Linked DNA regions of Mus musculus: region 1 is linked to region 2. The links are chromatin contacts, called in public Hi-C maps. All regions are on one chromosome and are shown on one strand. Each heading gives the region's core, a stretch centred on a gene start, on an enhancer-like site or on the middle of the called end of the contact. The rest is flanking DNA. Distances are from core to core; before and after follow the strand shown. Region 1 overlaps Itga6 (integrin alpha 6). Region 2 overlaps Dync1i2 (dynein cytoplasmic 1 intermediate chain 2).

Region 1 (5,805 bases), core at 2,404-4,903, 580 kb before region 2:
GACAGTAAGGGAGAGACAATCTTCCTTCTGAAGGTGTCCAAGGAAACAGGACAGTTCTGTCTGTCATTGGAAAGGCTGCTCCATGGCCAAGGCTTGTTCCAAAGGAAACATCAGGGACTTATTTTACAAAAGTCAATTCTAGACTAATAGATCGATCGACTGATTGATGATTGATCGATTCATTCAATCTTTCATTCACAGGGGTTTTGAGGTAGGGTCTCACTGTGGTCTATTTTAACCTGGGATTCACTAAATAGCTTAGGCTCCCTCAAACTTGCAACAACCCTCCTGCTTTGGCCTTCTAAGTGCTAGGATTGTAGAAGTGAGCCACTGTGATTGGCTTCTCAATTCCAGATGTACAGAGAAATATCTTTTTTAGGATCCTCCATTGGCCACACATAGCACAGACATTCTTAGGATGGCTGCAGTCTCAGGGATGGGCTGCCTTCACTACCTACTGGCTGTAAGCTATTCTTCCATTGTGTGGCTGCCCGGTTCTCATCCTGACCACAGCTCTGCTCTAGGCTTCTATTTTTGGGGGTGTGTGTAGCACCTGGGATTGGACCGAGGGCCTTGGGTGGTGGTAGGAAGCACGAACTATCTATTGACTCTTTTAAACTTTTATTTTGGAACAGGGACCCACTAAATTGCCCAGGCCAGCCCTGAATTCACTCTGAAATCCAGACAGACTAAATCAGTGATCCTCCTGCCTCAGCTATTAACACACCTGCATTACTAGGCTTGGCTCGGGTCCATTTTTTATTTTCAACACTTTTACTAAAATACACCTTCAAATGGCAGAACCTCAAACTGTCCTTTAAGGAGGAACAGGACCTGAGGAGTAGGAGGACCAAAGAAGATGACCACAGGTTGTAGCCACGGTGTAGAGAAGTGGCCATCTCTGAGTTTAAGGTCCCAGATCTCACCTGAGTGCCCGCGTGAGGGAGCTTGATATTCTGAGCAGCAGCGGTGACATCTATGGAAGCCCTCAGGAGAATGTCCAAGTAGTTCAGTTTGGAATATTCCTATGGGTGACAAGAGGTGTGTTAGGAAAGTGACAAATGTCCCCGGCAGTAGTAAATTCTCCCAGGAGGCAGAGCCGCACCTCTAGAAATGTGCTGTTCCACAACCTGGAACGAAGAACGAGAGAGGCCTTGCTGTCCAGCCCTCGCAGTGGGCACCTGATGTTCACACACCTCACGTTGACGCTGCAGTTCTAAAGAGGAGACCGGTGGTCAGAACCCATTGTTCTGGGAAGCCATTCCTTGTTCACACACAGCACATTCACAATCTGGAAAAATACTCACGAGAGTCTGGTATTTTCTTTCAGGAAATAAAGAAAATTTCCTGCTGTCATCTATCTGTTTTTCAGGAAGTTCCCGTTTCTTTCTTGAGTTGTGAGACTCCTAAAAGTGATAGCCAAAACAGACAAACATTATGTAAATCTGCCACTGCTCTATAAACCTCCAAAATGAAGCCAAATTTATAGCATCAGTAGTATTCACCTTCTTATATTTCTTTTCCTGTTCTATGATAAAACACCCTGAGATAGGTAACTTACAGGAGGAGTGTGATGGTTTGCATATGCTCAGCCCATGGAGTGGCAGTATTAGGAGGTGTTGAAGTAGGTATGGCCTTGTTGGAGTAGGTGCGTCACCATGGGAGTGGGTTTTAATACCCTGGTTCTAGCTGCCTGGAAGTCAGTATTCCTCTATCACCTTCAGATGAAGATGTAGAGCTCTCAGCTCCTCCTGCACCATGCCTGCCTGGATGCTGTCATGTTCCCACTTTGACAATAATGGACTGAACCTCTGAACCTGTAAGCCAGCCCCAATGAAATGTTGTCCTTTGTAAGACTTGCCTTGGTCATGGTGTTTGTCCACAGCAGTAAAACCCTAACTAAGACAAGGGGCCTTCTTTGCCTCACGGTTCCATGTGGCAGTGGAAGGTGAGGAGCTGAAGGCAGCTGGTCACATGGCATCCACAGTCGAGAAGCAGAGAGCAATGACTGCCTGTGCTCAGCTCACTTTCTCCCTTCTCTTGGGTCCAGCATCCCAGGCCAGGGCTTGATGCCATCTATCGTCAGTGTGGGTCTTCCCACCTCAAGAAGCCTTATCAGAATTATCCTTCACAGGCATGGCCGGAGGCCAAACAATCCCTCTAGTGTGCTCAGTGTCTCACCGAGTCCAAATTCTGCCAAGGCTACCATTAAGCGTCCCATCTTCCTTCCCACCATCAAAAGCAGAGGAAAGGTAAAACCAGCAAGCATTATGGCCATTTTAAAGTTCATCGGTGGGGACTCTATTTATTTAAGTAGTTTATTCCTAGTGTGATACTGAAACTCGGGGAAAGAAAGACACCTCCTCAGTTCCTGTCTCTCCACTCAACCACAATACACAGCATCAAACTGTTAGTCAGTAGATCAGAAACCAGAGATCTACCCTACCCCAGCATTCAGCCCCATGTCCACCACATCAGAGAGAGTCAGCACATATGGAATAATGAAAAGAAGCCATGAAGAACAACAGGAAAGCACAAGGCCCTTTGTATGATCAACATAGAGAGGAGCATTGAAGACTAAGACAGATAAGAACTTTTAGCATTATGTCTTCCTTATACAAGGTGAGTCTCTCCTATGAGCAATCTTTACAGCATTTTTGCATTTAGGATTGCTTAGAAAGGGATAGTCAACTTATACTTAAGAATAAAAATAACAGGCCAGTATGTTTTTCAGTGTTGCTGAGTCAAGGAGCAAGCTGTAAATCTGCGACTATACAGTCACTTTGGAATTTAAAATAAGAGGGCTGGAGATGTAGCTGAACTAGCAGGATGCTTGCCTAGAATGCATGAAGCCCTGGGTTTGAGCCTAGCCTAGCCTAGCCTAGCCTAGCCTAGCACGTATGGGCGCAGCAGCACACGATGTAATACCAGCACTTGGGAGGTAGTGGCTGGAGAATCAAGATGTCAAGGTCATTTCTGGTTACCCCAAAAGTTCAAGGCCAGCCTGGGCTACATAAGACCTGCCTCAAAAATAAACAGCCAAGCCAGGCATAGTGGTTCATGTCTTTAATCCCAGCACTTGGGAGACAGAGACAGAGGGATCTCTAAGTTTGAGGCCAACCTGGTGAGTTCCAGGACAGCCAGGGCGACCCAGAGAAACCTTGTCTCAAAACAACAACAACAAAAACCCCAACTAAACAACAGCAAAAACCCTAAGAATTTAAAAGAAAAAGAGCAGCCATCTACCACACTGGAACTCACTCACCTGGGCTAGTTATGTAAGTGTGCTGCAGTAGAGGGATTAGGCTTCGAAGTCGGTGGGTGCTTATGCAGAATCCACCTCTCTCTTAAGAGCTGTGCCATTTTGAGGGTACTTAATGTCTCAGGGCATTCATTGTGGGGAAGGGGGAGATAGTAAAAACTATCTCAAAATTCTCAAGAGAATATACACAGTGCTTGGCCTGGCAGTGACACAGTAAGGGACTCGATGAACACTTACTATTAATAAGATTGCAAGTGTTCAAGGTCGTCTGCCTCAGTACAAAGGCCTTGGCTGTGCCTTCCTGACGCTCTGTGCAGCTTATGTCCACTGCTTCCTCCCCGGGGCATGTTCTCCTTACACAGCTTATTGGGTCATAACACTTTAGAAAATGTCCTTCGCCCCAACAAGTGGATGTTCCATAACAGTCATGCATCAGCGAAACCGCTTCTGTCCCACTGGCTAACTCAGTCATAAATGAGGAAACTGTGACACCCACAGAAAAAGTCAGCACGCCACAGTGCAGCTTCCTGAGCAGAGTCGAGCCTACCCCACTCACTCTGGGGGAGGGGGGGGATAGGGGATGTGGGGAGGGGGAGGGGGCATGCAGGAAAACCGTCAGCATACCTTCAGCTTCAGGTAGTTTATTTCATTGTGTGGCTCACAAACAATCTGCTCCAAACCTTTGGATTCAACTTTCATCAAATAAAGCAACCATTTGCCATTGCTAATCTCCTTGGGCCACTGTATATTCAAGGTTGCTGTGCCGAGGTTTTTAAGAGGCTTGCCTAAGTTAATCACCTGTCGGAAAACAACGTATATCGATATAATATCATCCTTTTATGGCAAAATTAAGTAGCACATCCTATTGCCCATAGGCTAAATTCCCAGCATAAACCTACAAGGAAGCACAAATCCCACAAACGGATCAGGAACAGAGCTTGCGAAATAGTCAGTAGTAATTAGAAGATTTTTGTCATAAAAATAGAAGGGGAAAATGGTCAAAGAGGAAGGATTGCCTGCTCAATCCACAAGTAACTACCTTATGCAGTTATGGCATGTTCCCGTCAGCACAGGCAAAGTCCCGGGCTTGTTTGTGGATTGTTCAGTGAGCACCCTGCCTGGCAGATGGCAAAGCCTCTGCTATGGCCCAGGCACCCATATCCTGCTTCTGGAAAACCTCCCTACTGTGAAAATGAAGCTGCCTCTGCCATCAGCCACACAGGAAAGGTTATGGAGAACTGCATGACAGCTCAGAGCCAGTGCTGGGGTCAGAGTAGCTTTCTACAACAGAGGCCCAGAGTGAGAGGGCAGAGTGGCCTACCTGCACTACTGAGCACAGTTCCGATCCCCATCTTCCTGACTGCATAGCGCTCAGGTCAGCCAGCCTTCCTGGGGAGACCTTGCCTCTTTAGAGTGCTGGCTTAGGGCCACGGCCACTCTTGCCATTTCAGGCTTTAAGCTCAATGCTCACCGGCATTTAGGAACTCATTTGCACTATGCAGACCCAAATCCATACGAGGCATAAGGCAGACACCACAGTCCATGTCCAGTTTGTTAAGCTGGACCCAAAGTCACTGTGGTTGCCCACTCTGAGCCTATCACCCATCTGCCTCCTTTGCTGGCAAATACCAAGTCTACTTTCACCACTAAAAAATTGGGCTTGGTGAGAGGGAAGTAAACGAGAGTATTCCTTCAGCCAAGGGCATCAGAAGATGACTTTCTAACAAAGAACGAATTACTTAGGCCTTTTTCTTTGTTTTACAGACCCTGAGGGGGAAAAATAATTAAGTATTACTTCTTGTCTATATTACATGCACATTACAATTCCCAAAAGTTATTCTGTACTTGGGAGAATAAGGTTTCCACTGTTAAAAACAGGCAAACAGGGGCTGGAGAAATGGCTCAGCAGTTAAGAGCACTGACTGCTCTTCCGAAGGTCCTGAGTTCAAATCCCAGCAACCACATGGTGGCTCACAACCATCTGTAATGAGATCTGATGACCTCTTCTGGTGCATCTGAAGACAGCTACAATGTAATTAGATATAATAGTATATACATAATAATATATACATGTTTAAAAAAATAAAAAACAGGCAAACATTTTCAACTGAGTAGTTCCTTAAGATGTCTGCGACTGATCATTGATTAAAATGACATGTAAACATTGTGTCTGGCCTTACCCTAAATTCATACTCTATTAAACTTCCTACTTCATCTTCAGATTTCATAGCTTGCTCACCAACAACTGTACCTCCAAAATACACCTGCGAAGGCTTAGCGACTCTGTCAAATTAAAAAAACACACGTTTCAGTGGGAATTATAAATGGTTCTTTCAAACATTGATTTGTTATGCCAAACACAACACTTACCCGGAGACCGATAAAAGCAATTCAATAACCACTTTTGCCTTCGCTGTAATTGGAGCCAAATTATCCTGATTGCTTGTTCTGAAAATGAAAAGGGGAAACAATGGGGTTTTATTTGAACAGTCAGTTTTCTCATTACAATTACATTTCTTTTATGAGTTAGATCAGTGCTAATT
Region 2 (5,537 bases), core at 303-2,802:
GACACGGAGGTATGTACTTAGTGCGGAATAAGGAATTGTGGCTACTTAGAAATATGCAGAACTTACTTAATCTGTGCTTTAGAAATAATTATATATAGTATTACAAGTTCAAAAGAATCCAAAAGAATAATTAACAATATACACCCAAGTGTTAGAATTCAGAAAAGGCTGCATTCTGTAAAGTTGTCAGCTGTATTAAAAATGACACCAATCCAAAACAAAGTGAATATAATATAAAAAGGCATTGTAAGCTTTGCTTCCTGTATTAAACCCAGATTATCCATGGCATTTTCTTTTAACACTCATTTAATCAGAAGCATGCAAATAGTTTGAGATCTACTTAATCATTTTTGCCAAATTTGCTAAGGCTACAGCCGCTTTTCAGGCTAGGCAGGGATTCGGGTAGCTGCCTCCTCCTCTGCGTCAGCTCGGTTTGCGTTAATTTCTGCGAGTGTTCGGCCAAATCTTGCCCATTCATCATTTCGGGGAACAGCGATCTGCTGTTAAAAGAAAGACAATGTTTGCTGAGCAATGAAATAAAAATTCATCTTATCTACTATTACTTTGTTTTCAAGTAATCTTTCTGTTGAAAAGTAATAACTGACCTAAAGAGCCTTTCCATAATTACAGCGACTATAACAATGATTTACAACATTTCAAAACAAAAGGTGTTTGTAAAACATGTCGTGGCAGCCTCAGAAATGACTCTGTTGTTGCCACCAGTGCAAAGCTACAACAAGGATGCTTTGTAGACAGACTTCCTGACACCACTATGGGTCTTGCTGAAGGAGAGGAATGCATTCAAAACTTTTAATTGTATTTTTTCCACCACTACTAGTATGAAATAGTTATTTTATTTTTTCTTTTCCGAGACAGGATCTCTCTGTGTAGCCCAGGCTGTCTGCAATTCGTGCCCCTCTCATATCAGCCTTTTGAACCCAGGGTTTGTTTGGAACATAAAGTATTCTTTCTTGGTTCTCTAACTCCTTAGAGCATAGTTTTGAATCGAGAGCAAAGAAAGAAGTTTATGGTGCTTTTGCCTCAGAGTCAACCCAAAAGTCCCTAGAGTTGTTCTTATGTTAGACAGAGACAAGCATTGCCGTGACAGGGCACAGATCATCCAATGTGGCCAGTGGACAAATCTGCTTTTCCATATACAAGATCGGATAGGTAAGTACTAGCCAAGTGTAACAATTGACATCAATTAAAATTAACTAAAAAACCCCCATCATAGTTGAGCTTGGCTAACCATAGCTTTTCAATAAGGGCGTGTCGCTAACGACCACCTACCAGCCAAAGCACACAAACATCTGCATGCACTGTCCAAATGGTTGCTCTAAGTGATCTAATCTCTCTTCCCCAAGATCTGATTGCTACAGCCACAAAGTATCAGGACAAGATGGGTTATAATGACATAGAAAAAGTCAGAAGGCTCTAGTCAGGACCAAAAAGAAACCCTGAGCTCTGCTCCCTGTGTTGCTGGGCACTGTGTCCAGCAGTCTAGCAGTGACGTGAGAGCCCGACTGACTCATCCTGCTGCACTCCATCACATGCCTCTGCACCCAGGCTGAGGGTTACTAAAGAACTGTGAGGGGATGGAGAAGTGGTTCAGTGGCTAAGAGCATTGGCAGCTTTTGCAGAGAACCTGGTTTCGGTTCCCAGCACCCACATGGTGACTCACAACAGCTTGTAACTCCAGTTCCAGGGATCCAATGTCCTTTTCTGATCTCCACAAGCTCCGGCACAATGAACATACATATACTCAGGCATACATATACACATGAACTCTTTTTGGAAACAAAAAAAACAAAACTAGCAAAACATGGTATCTTTGATTTGTACTATCTGGTTCAAACAAATCTATGAATACACAACAATAAAGTTTTATCTCAGTATCAACTCTATAAAACCCTGAGTCCACTCTGCAATCCCACATTTCCTTTCCTGTCTGAAGAGTTCCTACCAACGCAGGAATCTAGAAGCATGGTACTGTCATACATTGCTATCTTCACATCTGCTGCATGAGAGCACAGGATGCCCACTTAGAGAGACAGCCTCACAAGCTGCTTCTGCGGTGGATAGCATACAACCATGTAGTTTATACAATTCATGAGCCACACTGCTAGACTCAGCTACCACAATACCTTCACAACAGTACACTATGCAAATGTGTCAAAATTATAGGCAGAAAGCCCCGTACCTCTCCCACATCATAGATGACAATCTGTCCTTCAGAATCACCCACGGCAATTTCTCTTCCTGAGTGGGTCCATCTCACACGGTTAAGAGCAGGGTTGCCCTCCACAGAAATGCTGGCAGTTGGTACCTAAGTCATTTAAAATGCAGCATAGTTAAAAGTTTCATCAGTTTCTGAACATGTAAAACGATAATTCTTCTTCAGTCTGTGTTTCTAGGAGATGAGACTAGAGAATCCCCTACCTTCCTCTCTGTTCGGAGATTTATTATGACAACATTACCGTCAACCCTTGAAGATGGGTTAGGAAAATCCAAAGTACTTATCTAAGAATTTTTTTTAAAGATTTATTTATTTATGTTATGTATGCGAGTACACTGTAGCTCTCTTCAGACACACCAGAAGAGGGCATTGGATCCCATTACAGAAGGCTGTGAGCCACCATGTGGTTGCTGGGAATTGAACTCAGGACCTCTGGAAGAGCAGTCAGTGCTCTTAACCACTGAGCCATCTCTCCAGCCCCTATCTAAGAAGTTCTTACATGGCTGCATGCATCTCCTTAGTAAAGGATTTTTTTTTTTTTTTTTTTTTTTTTTTTTTTTTAGTAAAGGGTTTTTATGTTTAGCTTCTTTTTTTTTTTTTTTTAATTAGGTATTTTCTTCATTTACATTTCAAATGCTATCCCAAAAGTCCCCCATACCCTCCCCGCTCTGTTTAGCTTCTTTAAGCAGTCAAGTTGTTTAAAAACATGTGAGTAAAACTCATTTTAAGAAGAAAACATTTCCAACTCCCTCATAAGCGGATCACAGCTCAGTCTTAAAGGAGAGGAGTTACTTTTGCAGCTTGTATCTTCCCCAGCTAAAACCAATTAACCTGACAGACAGTAGCTGCTAGAAACAGTTCACACTGTTGGTACAAATAGCTTTTCCAAGGCCCAGCTCCAAGGCAGGCAGGACATAACACATACACAGGGGTGGCACATCTGGAATCTGACTGCACATCTACACTCAGAGTAACTAACATTCACTGAGGCAGACATTAAACTTAAGGTTTTGAAATATGACCAAAGTAGTCCATATGCTTATATCAGTTAATCATAAGCTATTAGCCCAGAGATATTAATCAAACCATTAAGAGAAAAATCTTTATTTTAATTATAGCCATAAATTTTTGGTAGAAAAATCCAAACTAAGAAAGTAAACTTGGACAGGGCATGGTGGTGCATACCTTTAATCCCCACACCAGGCATGGGGGTGGGGGTGTCAGGCAGAAGCAGGAGGACCTCTGTGAGTTCAAAGCCAGCCTAGACCATACATTGCATTCTAGGGCTATGTAGTCAGTTTACCAAACAAACAAACAAACAAACACATACATACATAAATGAATGAATGAACAAATTAATGAATAGTAGATAATAACAGTATTAAAATTCTTGCATTTCCAACATATCTCTCCCTTTCTCATCTTTGTATAACTAAGTTCTTGACTTCCAGGGATCTGGAAAGATGCTACTGTGGGGAGCCGCCCTCACATTCGCCGTTACAAGATGGCGCTGACATCCTGTGTTCTAAGTGGTAAACAAATAATCTGCGCATTTCTCTCTCTTGCTTTTGCTCTTGCACTCTTGCTCTCTTGCTTTTGCGCTTGCACTCTTGCTCTGGCTCTTGCTTCTTGCTCCTAACGATGTAAGCAATAAGGCTTTTGCTCTTGCACTCTTGCGCTCTGGCTCCTAAAGATGTAAGCAATAGAGCTCTTGCTCTCTTGCACTCTTGCTCCTGAAGATGTAAGCAATAAAGTTTTGCCGCAGAAGATTCCGGTTTGCTGCGTTCTTCCTGGCCGGTCGTGAACGCGTGTAAGATGCTACCAGGAATCAGGAGAGATGGAGGGCACCAGTGACTCTTCCACAACTACTACTGACAATTGTTAGCATCACGTCTGCTAATCAGAGGCAATACAGGGACCTAAGAACATTTTAGGCGTCTTTAAACTAGCTAAGGATAACTCACAGACACAGTTAAATTGCATTGCCAAATTTGGTATAGCAATTAAGAAATGTGATAGTTTCTACATTATTAGTATTTATGATGCTGGGAATTATACCCTGGGTCTCATACATGCTAAGCAAATACTGTACTTGAGTTACATGCCCAGGCCTTGGATTTCTGAGACAGGATCTTGCCATGTATGGAGCCTCTAACTCATTGACACTCTTGCCTCTCTCTGCCTTCCGAGTCTTGGGTTTACCTACATGTGCCATCCTACCAGCTCTATGTTCACTTTATCATTAATCCTTCCTTCGTGGAAAATGGCCATCGAAATACATTAGCTTTCTTTCAAACATGTCTAGGCTAAGACTAGTGTTTATGGATGATATATCAAGGCTGACAGGGAATTCAGAATGAAGGTTAACATACTCTGAAAATGCGCAACTCTCTGTTTTCTAGCCTAAGAACGAAAACATAGTCTAGGCCCCCATGGAGACTTCGCCTGGACAGGAAGCGCGGTGCTGCCTTCCCGCAGTAAGAATGCCCAGTGTTCAAGGCAGAGCTGTCTCTCCCTCAGCTCGGCACAGCTCGGCACAGCATGCTGTTTGTTATATAGGGGACAAAGCTTATTTGGTTTCTTTGTGATGAAGCTACAATCACAGAGCACTTTTACATTCCATGGGATAAAAGAAATTTCACAAATTATTCAATAAATCTCAGATTTTCTGTTATTTCTCAGCTCACCTCTGTGTCATTGTTGAGATTCCATAGATCCAGTCTCCCCATGCCGTCCACACAGGCAAACAGGGCTGGGTGGGTGGGTGACCACATAACATCATAGACATAGTCTGAATTATCTTCAAATGAGTACAAAGGCTTGTTATTCTGAAAAGGAAAAGATCATTTTTACCACAGTCAGCACACGAGATGCACAGAAATCCTTACCCACTCATCCCCGACACACAGCAGAGATCCTAAGGCAGTTTCATACCAACTCAGCCTAGACTGTCTCCCTAATGAACTAAGTACTAGGTGGCATTTTCCTTCTAGCTAGTAGTGGTCCTACTGTCTTTGAAAAAGGGATAAGATGGGCCTTAGAACACTTGTCAGTGAGCAGTTCCTGGAAGATGACAGCAGAGGGACTGGCCTTCTTGACTCTCCTGGAAATCTCCATATGGAAGCAGATAAAGCCACACGGAGAACAAAAGCAAAGCCTCACAGAGTCTCCAGCAAAAATGAGGCAGACTTTGACTATAAGCTCTGCAAGCTGAAAGACCGAAACAGTATCAGCATCTGTGTGGGAAGAAGTGACTGACAGCCATGGCGCAGGTGCACATTTGGTGCTGTGATACGGAGCA

Evidence for each region. Hi-C and Micro-C count contacts between places; a contact is called where the count stands out from the background.
Region 1: a Hi-C map of bone marrow-derived macrophages shows a contact between it and region 2, with 22 read pairs. The contact joins two enhancer-like sites. A contact is called at or near these places in 3 of 484 Hi-C or Micro-C datasets (bone marrow-derived macrophages, embryonic stem cells and pre-B cells).

Annotation. Positions count from the first base shown.
Region 1 is chr2:71,841,384-71,847,188 of GRCm38.p6, reverse strand. It overlaps Itga6 (integrin alpha 6), which reads right to left. Exons shown (of 26, transcript NM_008397.4): 18 at 5,633-5,710; 19 at 5,443-5,545; 20 at 3,887-4,060; 21 at 1,308-1,406; 22 at 1,106-1,216; 23 at 927-1,025. Among named protein-coding and RNA genes, the nearest start is that of Pdk1, 29 kb to the left of the region's middle. Within about 2 kb of position 3,653, at least 52 of the 459 cell types and tissues checked have an H3K27ac peak or open chromatin away from gene starts, as enhancers often do. A contact at or near this core is called in bone marrow-derived macrophages, where this site is marked.
Region 2 is chr2:71,257,611-71,263,147 of GRCm38.p6, reverse strand. It overlaps Dync1i2 (dynein cytoplasmic 1 intermediate chain 2), which reads right to left. Exons shown (of 16, transcript NM_010064.4): 14 at 4,924-5,064; 15 at 2,201-2,326; 16 at 1-500. The coding sequence ends at 387. Among named protein-coding and RNA genes, the nearest start is that of Dync1i2, 48 kb to the right of the region's middle. Within about 2 kb of position 1,552, at least 10 of the 459 cell types and tissues checked have an H3K27ac peak or open chromatin away from gene starts, as enhancers often do. A contact at or near this core is called in bone marrow-derived macrophages, where this site is marked.